Linked DNA regions of Macaca mulatta: region 2 is linked to region 1. Evidence: chromatin contacts called from public Hi-C data. All regions are on one chromosome and are shown on one strand. Each heading gives the region's core, a stretch centred on a gene start, on an enhancer-like site or on the middle of the called end of the contact. The rest is flanking DNA. Distances are from core to core; before and after follow the strand shown. Region 1 holds the start of NKIRAS2 (NFKB inhibitor interacting Ras like 2). Region 2 holds the start of KCNH4 (potassium voltage-gated channel subfamily H member 4).

What was found. Hi-C and Micro-C count contacts between places; a contact is called where the count stands out from the background.
Region 2: a contact with region 1 is called in a Hi-C map of CD4 T cells, with 7 times the contacts expected there. The contact joins the promoter of KCNH4 here to the promoter of NKIRAS2 in region 1. A contact is called at or near these places in 2 of 14 Hi-C or Micro-C datasets (CD4 T cells and liver).

The regions. Positions count from the first base shown.
Region 1 is chr16:66,356,857-66,363,036 of T2T-MMU8v2.0, reverse strand. It overlaps NKIRAS2 (NFKB inhibitor interacting Ras like 2), which reads right to left and starts at 3,368. Exons shown (of 4, transcript NM_001194812.2): 1 at 3,320-3,368. DNAJC7 (DnaJ heat shock protein family (Hsp40) member C7) reads left to right here and starts at 3,506. Exons shown (of 14, transcript NM_001261251.1): 1 at 3,506-3,606. The coding sequence starts at 3,530. It overlaps LOC144335717 (a long non-coding RNA gene), which reads right to left. Exons shown (of 2, transcript XR_013406839.1): 1 at 5,667-6,180; 2 at 3,511-4,226.
Region 2 is chr16:66,519,613-66,525,792 of T2T-MMU8v2.0, reverse strand. KCNH4 (potassium voltage-gated channel subfamily H member 4) reads left to right here and starts at 3,577. Exons shown (of 17, transcript XM_077971658.1): 1 at 3,577-3,851; 2 at 5,686-5,919. The coding sequence starts at 3,776. HCRT (hypocretin neuropeptide precursor) reads left to right here. Exons shown (of 2, transcript NM_001194432.2): 2 at 238-706. The coding sequence ends at 612.

The DNA.
Region 1 (6,180 bases), core at 2,119-4,618:
ACTTTTTGCTGCCCTTGGGCTGACAGACACAAAAGAGAAAGCTCATAGAAACCCTAAGAGGGCCGGGCGCGGTGGCTCAAGCCTGTAATCCCAGCACTTTGGGAGGCCGAGACGGGCGGATCACGAGGTCAGGAGATCGAGACCATCCTGGCTAACCCGGTGAAACCCCGTCTCTACTAAAAAATACAAAAAACACTAGCCAGGCGAGGTGGCGGGCGCCTGTAGTCCCAGTTACTTGGGAGGCTGAGGCAGGAGAATGGCATAAACCCGGGAGGCGGAGCTTGCAGTGAGCTGAGATCCGGCCACGGCACTCCAGCCCGGGCGACAGAGCAAGACTCCGTCTCAAAAAAAAAAAAAAAAAAGAAACCCTAAGAGGTCCCAGACAGGTATCTCCCCGAAGGCAAACTTCCAAACACAAGCCCCCCCGCCCCCGCCCCAAGAGCTCCAGACAAAGATCCCCCAAAGAGAGCAGAAATAGATCACTCCCAAAGACTGTCCCAAACAGAAACCTCTCCAGGGGAAGCTCCTGACACAGACCCCCTCTCCATATACTGAGACCTACAATAAAAGACACCATAAGAGTGGGCCAGAGGGGCCTCCGCCACAGATTTTCCCACGGGGGAGCCCCCATATGAATGAGAGGCAGAGACCAGCCACCTAAAGCGGCCCAGGGGCGGAGGCCGATCCTAGCGCCGGACGAGCCTCGCCTCCCAGCTCCGTACCTCCCGGGGGCCCCGCAGCACCAAGCCAGGCCCTTGGAGCGCGCGGGGACCAGGGGAGGGGCAGCGCCGCCGCACAGGATTGTCTTCCTCCCGGGTCGGTGTAGGCTCTGCCGGGCCCCGCCCCCGCCGCCTGCCCTCTCCCCAGCTTCCGTCAGACAAGACGAATTCCGGCAGCGGAGAACGGGTGCGGACCGCGCAGCTCCCCCAGAGGTCGGCGGGGGAATGACGGCCACGACCTGGCCTGGGTGTGTGCGGGAACCCAAGGTTCTAGACTCCCTGGACGCGGGCCGCTGGTTGTCCTGGTGTCTCTGAGGCCCAAATGTTCTCCCTCTAAAGGCGATCAGGGTACAGTAACTCTTCGTTTACTCAATCATTCATCCGTCGAATGTTTTCTGAGCATCTTCTCTGTCTGTGCCATGTGCAGGGCCATATACTGAGAGAAAGTGGACGAGTTAGATACGGTGGCTGCCCATCAGAACTCACGGTCTAGAGAAGCTAGATGTCTAACAATTACTGAGGTGCTGTGGGGCACAGCAAAATGGCATTTAACTTTGAGTCAGCAGACACTGAAGAGCTTGGGGGAAAGGGTGTCCTAGGGTGGAGGAAACATGGCTACAAGTCATGGCATTTTCTGGAACTATGAGAACTTGGGTTCAATATTGGTGGTAGAAAGGACCTAAATACTGGTACTCAAATTAAATCATTAAAAAAAAATAAAAGAAACAGATAATCAAAGGCTTTGTGTGGTAGGCCAAAGAGATCAAACTGACGGCAATGGAAAGCCATTGCCAATGAAGTGACATGATCAGTCCCTGAAGAAGGTCACTCTGGCAGAAGAGGCAAGACTGGACAGAGATGAAATTAGGGACCGATTAGGAGACTATTGCTGTATTCCAAGTTTTTTTTTTGTTTTTTTTTTTTTCTGTTGCTTTGTTGTTGCCGTTTTTTGTTTTTAGGGACAGGGTCTTACTCTTTTCTCCATGCTGGAGTACACTGGTGTGCTCATAGCTCACTGTAGCCTCTAACTCCTGTGCTCAAGTGATCCTCCTGCCTCAGCCTCCCAAGTAGCTGGGACTACAGATGCATGCCACCATGCCCAGCCTATTCCAAGATTTAAAAATATGATGAGTGCCTGAATCGGGATGGAAAAACGGAGATGGATTTGGGAAATATTTGGTAAGAGAATCAACAAAACTGAGCAACAAATTGGAAGCCAAGAGTGAGGATGGTTTAATCCATTTAACAAGATATGGAATTTAGGAAAGATAATAATTACATCCAGCATTTGTTTTTTCTGTTGTTCAGGTGTAGGTAGACAATGAAAAGTTAAGTTTAAATATGGTAAGCTTTGGGGATTTGTGAAACATACAAGAGATATCCAGTAGATAGTTGGATATGCAGCTGTGGAAGCTGAAGAAAGGTCTAGGTTGGAGATATGTAGAGTTGAGAGTCATCAACAGATGGAAGTAAAGCTGTGGGAATAAATGAGTTGCCTTAGAACATAAAGTGGGAAGATGGTGAGACAGGTTGGCTAGCATTAGACTGGACTATGAGCCACTGACAGGCAGGGCAGGTGGTCTGTAAGTCTTGTGCCCTCACAACCTAGCACAAAGTAGGCGTTTTGGAAAGGGCTATTGAGTGATTGGCTCAACGAATGACCCCTCCTTTCCAACCTAGTAAGCTTGTCCTATCCCTCCCTACTCAGTGGTCGCTGTGGTTTCAGTTCCCTCCACACTGGGATAGGCAGGGTAGGAGCATTGGCACATGCTGTTTTCCTGGAAGAAACAGGTAAATCCTTTTAAAAATTCCTTTGCCCTCTTCTCATTTTAGCTACTCTTAGCTTTACATTGTAAAGCTACTCCTAATACGCCTCCAATTTAACCCCAGAAAGCTCCAATTCAATTCAGCTCCACAAATAGTGGCTTGGGTGAGGGAATAACAAGACAATTAAACTGTGCCCTTGTCCCCTGTGAGTTCTCAATCCAGACCGCATTCGGCAAGACAAGCGTGATGAGTAGAGAGTTTATATAAGAGGTAGGAGTAATGGGGACACAAGAGCAGGGACCTCACCCAGCGAGCTTCCTTATAAACTCCAGGGCAGGGTCTGGGGCGCCATGTGTCAGCTTTCCTAGGCTTAATGCTGAGATGGCACTCCCAGGCGGCTGACATGAAAGCAGCCTCGTAAAAGGGTCAGCGTCATTAGGGTGATGAACCAGTTGGTGTTTGGAGATCCGGAGTGGATGAAAGGCGCAGGATGAAGACGCCCTACGTTCCCCTGGCTTGATTGGGTAGGGCTTCCAGAGAACGATGAAAGCTGGGGGAACTGGGCTCAGAGTGGCTCTTGCCTTTCCCGGGAAGAAGCTGTGAACACACTCCAAGGTCGGAAAGGTAGCAGTGGGGACTCTTTCCCTACAGTCTTGGGTCACCTGGTCCCCACCCAACCCAGACTCCACGGAGCCTTTAAGGAAGACTCTCTAGGATTGGAAGTTGCTATGGCAACGAGGCTCTTGGAATACTGAAACCAATCAAGCCCTAGAGAGGCTACCACCCGTACACCTCCATTCCCATCCACGGGTAAAGTGGCGCCGCCTACGCACAGGCACAGTCCCTGGGCTCCCGCCCCGGCGCGGAGACCACCCTGGACATCCGGGGACGGGAGGCCGCTCTGGCCCCAAGCGGAGCCTCTCTCTGGTAGACGAGCCCGAGGGAGCCCTTCTGGGCGAGGCGCCGCTGAGCTGCTCTATGCTCCAACCGGAAGTGCTCTTCACCGCCGGCCTCCCACCCAGCTCTCTGGTCCCGGCGGTAAGATGGCGGCTGCCGCGGAGTGCGATGTGGTAATGGCGGCGACCGAGCCAGAGCTGCTCGACGACGAAGAGGCGAAGAGGTAACCGGGTAGCAGGGTAGTAGAGGAGGCAAGCTGCAGCTCCGTGGCTCAGGGAAACCCGTTCCTGCCATGATGCAGCCCCCAGCTGTTGAGGCGATGCCCCGCCCTACGCAAACCCCCCCCCAATCTGAGATCAAGGCCGGATGGACCCCCTGAAGGGGCGCTCTTGGGGGTCGGCCTTCCTCTCCCGCTTCCGCCTGGCGAAGGAGCTGAGGCATGGCCTTCTTCTCCAGCTGAGAGGACGATCGTCCTTATAGGAGAGCCCGAGTCTCGGAGGGCAATTTCGGAGGTCTGGTGCGAGGGGGGGGGGGCGGCGCGGCGTCGATGACGACTTCCTTACATCGCCCCTGACTCCCTCCTTCTCGTTAACTTCTGTGCATTGTTGCCTGTCTGCACTTTCCATCTCTAAAACCTTTGCTCTCCTCCCCCCGTTTTCCTTTTCGATCACTAGTCTGGGTTCGAGGTGATTGTGTGTCTCCATAATTGACCTGGTTGCCCCCGGTTATCCCAGAAGTCAAGGATGATAGAGAAAAAGGGAAGAGCGAGGGGCTTATCTCGTGTTCTCTGTGTCAGACTCCTCTTCCCCTATCCTTCCTGGGTGATCTTTATCCTTCCCAGCACTGTTCTTTCTTAAGTTAAGCACCAAGGAAGAGGGCAACTGCTTGGGCGCTGTTGGCACACCGAAGCAGCCGCAGTGGTTCGAGACTGCCAGTCGGACTAGCCAAGGGAGCTGCTGAGTGAGTGGTTTTCGAGAACGCTCTAGATTCTGGCAACAGGCCAGATTATTGGAAATGGGGTTGGGACAGAGTTGTGGGTAGTCATACGTGTTCTAATACTAAAGCAGAATTGACAAGAAGGTTCTAGAAGTTTGGAGCCCTTTCCTTATCAGCTGCAGGTTAATCTGACCCTTTTGTTCAAGATGCCTACAGTGCCCTCAGTCTTATTCCCACATACTTTATATTTTCATACCAAGCCCGTTATGTCTTCAGGCTGGGTAATTTGAGGTGGTGATGTAGAATTAGTTCATGAGATCTGAAATCAGGATTCTGAGATTTTTACTATCTGATGAGTTAGAAATATAAGAACGGAGGCCATGAATAGTTATCAAGCTTGAAGGTTGTTACCACAGCCAGTGTCTCAAGTTCCTGATCTGTTGGGAGCTGGGGGGCCTGACAAAGTGTAATAGGTCCCTGGGATATCAGAGAAGCCAGGACACCAGAGTCCAGTCTCTGTTCTTAATTTTGAGCTTTCATGTTGTTCCTGCTTCTTTCTAGATATTTAAAGTTAAGCATCATCAACCCTTATACATCATTAAAGAGCTGCAATGGGAAACAAAATTTCTCCCAGTGCAGACAGAGCTTAATTAATTGTAGAGAGTTACTTGGATTTGGAAAGAGTTCAGTGTTTCTTTATATTATAAATAGGGATTTGGCCATAGGTAATTTATTTATTTATTTATTTTTAATTTTTTGAGACGGAGTCTCGCTCTGTCGCCCAGGCTGGAGTGTGGTGGCATGATCTCAGCTCACTGCAAGCTCCGCCTCCTGGGTTCACACCATTCTCCTGCCTCAGCCTCCCCAGTAGCTGGGACTACAGGTGCCCACCATGCCCGGCTAATTTTTTTTTTTAATTTTTTTTTATTTATTTTTATTTTTAGTAGAGACGAGGTTTCACCGTGTTAGCCAGGATGGTCTCCATCTCCTGACCTCGTGATCCTCCTGCCTCGGCCTCCCAAAATGCTGGGATTACAGGCGTGAGCCACTGCACCAGGCTGGCCATAGGTAATTTAAAAAATTCATCCTACTCATTGTCAATCTCTGATGTAGAGTGTCCCTATTTTGGACTTCATTTCAAAACCTCCTATCTAAAGCAAATACATTTCTTCAATCACAGCCTTAGAGGATATTCTATCATAAAATTGGAGTAAATGAACCTGAAGACGCATAATAAAATAGGTTATGCTGTAATGTGACCACATCACACAAAACATGGTATTTTATAGCAGTACAACAAAATAAGGTAAACTACCTTATTACTTAAGTAGCCTGTAATCCCAGCACTTTGGGAGGCCGAGGCAGGTGGGTCAGCTGGGGTCAGGCGTTTGAGACCAGCGTGGCCAACGTGGCAGAACCCTGTCTCTATTAAAAATACAAAAATTAGCTGGGCGTGATGGCACGCACATGTAATCCCAGTTACACAGGAGGCTGAGGCAGGAGAATTGCTTGAACTCAGGAGGTGGAGGTTGCAGTGAACTGAGATCGTGCCATTGCACTCCAGCCTGGGTGACAGAGTGAGATTCCATCTCAAGAAAAAAAGTCGTTGATTGCAGAATGCAAATTATTTTATCTGTCACTAAGAAAATATAACTATAAATTAAACATGACAACATGTATTATCCCTGTAGTTCAAATAGTGAGAGAAAAAAATTAATTAAAAAAGGAAAAAGGCTGGGCGTGGTGGCTCACACCTGTAATCCCAGCACTTTGGGAGGCCAAGGCAGGTGGATCACCTGAGGTCAGGAGTTCGAAACCAGCGTGACTAATACGGTGAAATCCTGTCTCTACTAAAAATACA
Region 2 (6,180 bases), core at 2,328-4,827, 160 kb before region 1:
ATTCTGCCCAGGGGATCTCAAAAGACCTCCTGGAGGCGATGCTCTGCTGGATCTTGAAGGAGGAGCAAGTAAAGTAGCCCGATACCAGCAAGGGCGCAAATCTAGGAGAACTAAGTGACAGCCAGAGAGAAGTGCAGGCCCGGAGGGGGCACGGAGCCAGCGGGGTAGGTCCTGGGCGTGGGAGCTTGTGGCGGGCGCCGAGGGAAAACCCCTAGCGCCCTGTCTCCGTTTCCCTAGGTCTGCTGGGCCGCCGTGACGCTACTGCTGCTGCTGCTGCTGCTGCCGCCCGCGCTGCTGTCGCCCGGAGCGGCTGCACAGCCCCTGCCCGACTGCTGTCGTCAAAAGACGTGTTCCTGCCGCCTCTACGAGCTGCTGCATGGCGCGGGCAATCATGCGGCCGGCATCCTCACGCTGGGCAAGCGGCGATCCGGGCCCCCTGGCCTCCAGGGTCGGCTGCAGCGCCTCCTGCAGGCCAGCGGCAACCACGCCGCGGGCATCCTGACCATGGGCCGCCGCGCAGGCGCAGAGCCAGCGCCTCGCCCCTGCCTCGGGCGCCACTGTCCCGCTGCGGCCGCCACATCCGTCGCGCCCGGGGGACAGTCCGGGATCTGAGTCTTTCTTCGGGCCCTGTCCTGGCCCAGGCCTCTGCCCTCTGCCCACCCAGCGTCAGCCCCCAGAAAAACGGCAATAAAGACGAGTCTCCATTCGTGTGACTGGTCTCTGTTCCTGTGCGGTCGCGTCCTGCCCTTATGGGGCGGCAGAGCATCTTGCGGAGGGCGGGAGGGCCTGGAAGCCCGGCTCTGAGGCACCAGCCTTGGCTTTTGCGTGGCTGAATCGAAAACACTCTTGGTTGGGGAGCTCCCAGTGCAAGGCCCTGGGGCACAGAGATAACTGCACAGGTGCATGCTTGGATCGGGGCATGCGGGACCCCCACGATGCTCTGCTAGGCATTCTGTAGCGGGGACTTCACCCAGAGATGCGGAAGGGGAAGGAGAGCGAGAAAGGTTGCAACCGGTCGGTTGCAGCGCTCACGCCTGTAATACCAGCATTTTGGGATGCCAAAGCAGGAGGATCGCTTGAAGCAAGGAGTTCGAGACGAGCCTAGGCAACATAGTGAGTGAGACATCTCTTCAAAAAGTTTTTTTAATTAGCGGGGTATGGTGGGCGAGAGAATCGCTTGAGCCCAGGAGTTTGAGTCTGAGCCATGATTGGGCCACTGCGCTCCAGCCTGGGCGACAGAACGAGACATTGTCCAAAAAAGAAAAGAAAAGAAAAAGAAAAGCAGAAAGGAAAGGAAAGGAAAGGAAGGCAAGCTGCATAGAGGAGCAGAATCCAGCTAGGAAGGGGTGGGAGTCAATCCTGCTGAAAAGACAGGGAATATGAACTTCAACAATGAGTCATCCAGAATGGTTGCATCATGGGGTATAGGGTGTGGGGAGTGGAGAGGCTCAGGAAGCAACACGGTTACAGTCAGTGCAGCCCAGCTCCAAAGGCTCTCACAAATCATCAGGCTTTGCACTTTATCTTGTAGGTAACAGAGGCATAGGACATTCTTAAGCAGGAGCAGGACAAGATTTCACTGCAACTCCAGTCAAAGACACCTGTTACTGGTGTTTCCAAAATCCATATATTGAAGTCCTTACCCGTGGCACTTCAGAATGTGGCTGTATTTGGAAATAAGGTCCTTCCAGATGCAATTAGCTAAGATGAGGTCATACTAGAGTGGGGTAGGACCTCTAATCCACTGTGACTGGCGTCCCTATAAAAAAGGGAATTTGAACACAGAAACGCACACAGGGAGAACCTATGTGAACATGAAGGTAAAGATTGGCTCCTACAAGCCAAGAAACACCAAAGATTGCCAGCACCCGCCCCCACTTCCTCCAGAAGATAGGGGAGAGGCATGCAACAGATTCTCCCTCACAGCCTTCAGAAGGAACCAACGCTGCCTTCACCTGACCTTGCTTGGACTTCTAGCATCCAGAACTGTGAGACAATAGGTTTCTGTTGTTTGAGCCACCCACTTTGTGGTACTTTGTTATGGCATTCCTAGGAAACTAATAAAACATCCAAAAGTAGAGACACAGGCTGAGCTTGGTGGTTCATGCGTGTGATCCCAGCACTTTGGGAGGCTGAGGTGGGCGGATCACTTGAGGTCAGGAGTTCAAGACCAGCCTGGCCAACATGGCAAAACCCCATCTCTACTAAAAATACAAAAATTAGCCGGGCATTGAAATGCACGCCTGTGATCCCAGCTACTAGGGAGGCTGAAGCAGGAGAATTGCTTGAACCCAGGAGGCAGAGGTTACAGTGAGCTGAGATCACGCCACTGCACTCCCACTTGGGCGACAGAGCAAGACTCCATCTCAAAAACAGCAAGAACAACAATAACAACAACAAAAGTAGAACACAGAAAAATGCAGCCCTTCTTAGCAATCTAACATCCCAGATAATACCTAGCTCAGAGGGTGGGGAGAATTTAGCCTGCCCTCCTTGCCCATTGGGGTTCCCACGTTCACTGGCTTCAGCTGTTTTGTCGTGGGAAGCAGCCAGCCTCAGCCACAGAACTCAGCTGCCTCAATTTTCTGCATAGGTAGTGAGAAAGTCCTGTGTCTAGTCTCACTTTGGTCCCTCTTGCTGCTGTACCGGTTCCATCCTGGAGAAATCAGAGATCAAAGTTCACCTGTGCACCCTTGGAGATTTGCCAACCTACTCTGCCCACCTCAAAACTATCTTTTTCAGAGGTAGTTTCTCCCAAACTTGCCTCCAGCCTCTCTTCCAGTTGAAGGGCAGCAGAGAGGAGGATTAAGACAGTAGGAAGAGGGAAAACAGGGAGGCAACTGCCCTCCAAGGCACTTATTTTGTCCCAACGACATGCATTACGGTATTACATTCTCACGGTAACTGCATCAGGTAAGAATTATCAGCTCCATTTTACAGATGAGGAAAGTGGGGCTTGGAGAGGCTATCAAACGATTAGTGGCTAGAGCTGGAACTCTACCTGGTGGACTCCAAAGCTCTTTTCATTCCACCATGCTGTGTGCTCAGTAGGCAGAGTTCGCCAGGGTGTCTTGGGAAAACTGAGGAAGGAGGCAAGAGTTGGTGGTGCTTTCTAGAGTTGGGGTTTCAAGCCTTCTCATCATCCGTTCTCTACCAGCAAACTAGCCTCTTAACCCTTGCTATCTCACACTGGAGCTACTGGCCTGGGGGTGCTGCGAAATATCTCAACTCCAGCAGGCGGCACTGTGAACCAGACACCAGCCCAGCGTGGACGGCGCGCGGGAAAACCCGCGAGGTGGAGCCACAGGGAGCAGCCAGGGAACCACGTGTGGGGGCGTGGCCACCCTGGAAGAGGGCGAGTCTGTTATGCAAGACCCGCCCATCATTTCAGGCCTCCCCTCCCGGTGGGCGTGCCCCGAATTCTCTCCCCGAGAGACACGCGTGGGCCGCTCCCCTCTGGGAGGAGGGCTGCCCAGAGGGGTGCAGGTGTCGCTAGCGGCCCCTCCCCGTGTGGGGCCACGTGGCGGGTGCGGGCCGAACCCGAGGGGAAGAACCTGGCCCGTGGGGAGGTTGGGGGGGACCGAAGCGGCGCTGAGCGGAGCCGAGAGCTACGGGGTTCGGAGCAGAGGCGGCCACAGCGGCAGCGGCAGTAAGAGGGAGGGGAGGAGGCAGGCGGGCGCATGGGGCGCCCCGGCCCCTCCGGCAGCGTGCCCCCTCCGGCCCGGCCGCGCTGAAAGCTACCCAGCGGCGCGCCTTGAACCCACGCCCCGGGGCCATGCCGGTCATGAAGGGGTTGCTGGCCCCGCAAAACACCTTCCTGGACACCATCGCCACCCGTTTTGACGGAACGCGTGAGTGGGACGGAGGTCGGGGCTTGGTGTTCAAGCTGGGGGCCAAGTCTCCTCGAGGCCGTCTCGGGTCTCCTGGACGTGGTGAGACCCGAGGCTAGAGGAAAGAATGGAGTTAAGGGTCTAGGAACTCCCAAAGCCGCGATGCAGGAACAGGGCGGGGAGTGCCCTGCGAGGGGAGGAGGGGAAAGGGCCGAGAGCACGGGGTCCAAGGTTAGGGGGTGTGACTAGAGGCAGAAGAGGCTCTTTGTGCGGCAGAGCGGAGGAGGGGCCTTGGGAGCCGCCCACTCTCGGGCAGAGCTGTGCTGGGGGCGTGTATGGGGGTATCCGAGACACAGAAGTGGGACAAAGTGGCCGGGCGTTCTGGGGACTCCAGCTCCCACTACCTCCAGAAAAAAAGGAGAAAAGATCAGACTTCAGCAGGACCTAGTTTGGATTGACGTAGCGCGCCCCCAAATCATGGGGCGTCAGTGTCTAAGGTGGGTGAGGCAGGAGGAGGGGAGCGGTCTGTGCGATGGTAGGAACTCCCGGCTCGCCCTACGCAGCTTGGGTTTCAGGTTCAGCACCTTGGACAGCCGCATCACTCCTTCCCCGCCTCTTCTCCCGCCATTCCCTCTTCCCACTCTGGAGCCCAGAGATTCCCCGTCCTCACCTCCCCCAACCCTGCCATTCCCTCGGGAACCCTGGCCGGGATCTGGAGGGTGAGGGAGCGGTACCCGAGGGCGGAAACTGAGCCGCGGGGCCCTACCCGCTTCCCCCCCCCCCCTTGTTTCCATAGCGCCCATCACCGGGGCAACAGGCCCTGGGATGGAAGAAGGAGGCAGTGCCCAGAGCCCAGTGCCTCCCAGGCACCTTCAGTGTCCCCATTAGCCTCCCTGCCCCCAGACAGTCATCCCTCCTAGAGTACCAGGACTGGTTGTGTCACAGGCCCCATCTCTTAGCTGAGTCTCTGTCCCTGAATGGCCCACAGGAGACCCCTGGCCTCCCCCGCATTGGAGCTGGAGGAAGACAGCTCGGGTTCTGCTGCTGGAGGGTGCTGGAGCTATATGCTCAATGCCCTTTCCCGTTAGACTTTGAGCACTGGGGCAGATCCCCTGAAAGCAGCTACAAGAATGCTAAAAAGTGGACCTTTCCTGGAAGGCAGGGAAAGAGGACACCACTCATCACTGTCTGCCCCCACACTAAGGAGATCTGTGAGTTTGGATAATCTCTGCCTTTTGGTTTCCTATCAATAAAATGGGTGTGGTGTCATCAGAAACTCTGCCCTGCTTACTCTATAATAGGAAGAAAGCCGAGCGAATGTGGGGGAACAATTTCACCTTCTCAGAGTAGCACTTACTATGTGCTAGGACTTGTTCTCCCCAAGTTAGCTCATGTAACTCTGACAACGACCATGTGAGGAAGGCCTATGATACCCAACTTTGCAAATAAGGAAAGCTCAGGCACAGAAGAGGTCATCAACTTGCCCAAAGTCACACAGTCAGTAAGTGGCAGTGGAGGGTTGCAGGAGCCCAGGCTCTTACTCACCATGCTATGCTGCCTTCTACAGTGACCGCTCACCAGTTGGAAGGCAGGGGGGTGGATGGCATGACCTCCTGGGGTCCTTCTCCAACTCCCCATTAGACCCTGCTTAAGTCCTGTCTTAAGTTCTTGTCTCTTTGCTCTACCTTCTCCTATTCTCAATTCAGAAAATCCCAAAGTGGGGTCGGGAGCAACATGGAGACCTGGGAAGCTTCTGGCTCTGTGACTTCTAACCCCAACTTAAGGGAGGTGCTGTCCACCTGGAAGATAGCTCGCCTCCCAGCCTTGACCTGACCTTGACCTCTTCTTCCCACAGACAGCAACTTCCTGCTAGCCAACGCACAGGGCCCACGGGGCTTTCCCATCGTCTACTGCTCTGACGGCTTCTGCGAGCTCACGGGCTACGGTCGCACTGAAGTCATGCAGAAGACCTGCAGCTGCCGTTTCCTCTATGGCCCAGAGACCAGCGAGCCAGCCCTGCAGCGTCTGCACAAAGCCCTGGAGGGCCACCAGGAGCACCGCACTGAAATCTGCTTCTACCGCAAGGATGGTGAGGGGGCCCACCCCACCCTGCAGCCCTGCCTAGACCTCTAGCCTTATCCAGAGGGCACTGGGCACCGTAGGAGTCTGAGTGCTTGTCCCTACACTGCCACAAGCTGACTGTGACGGCGCATCTCCCTGACCTCTCTGGTCCTGGGTTCCCCTATCTGAAAGATGAAGGAGACGCCTGACAGAATCTCTGAGGTTCCTTTCGGCTCTTGCTTTGCCAAGCTCTTAACTATGTATAGGAGGATGAGGGGGATGAGGAGAA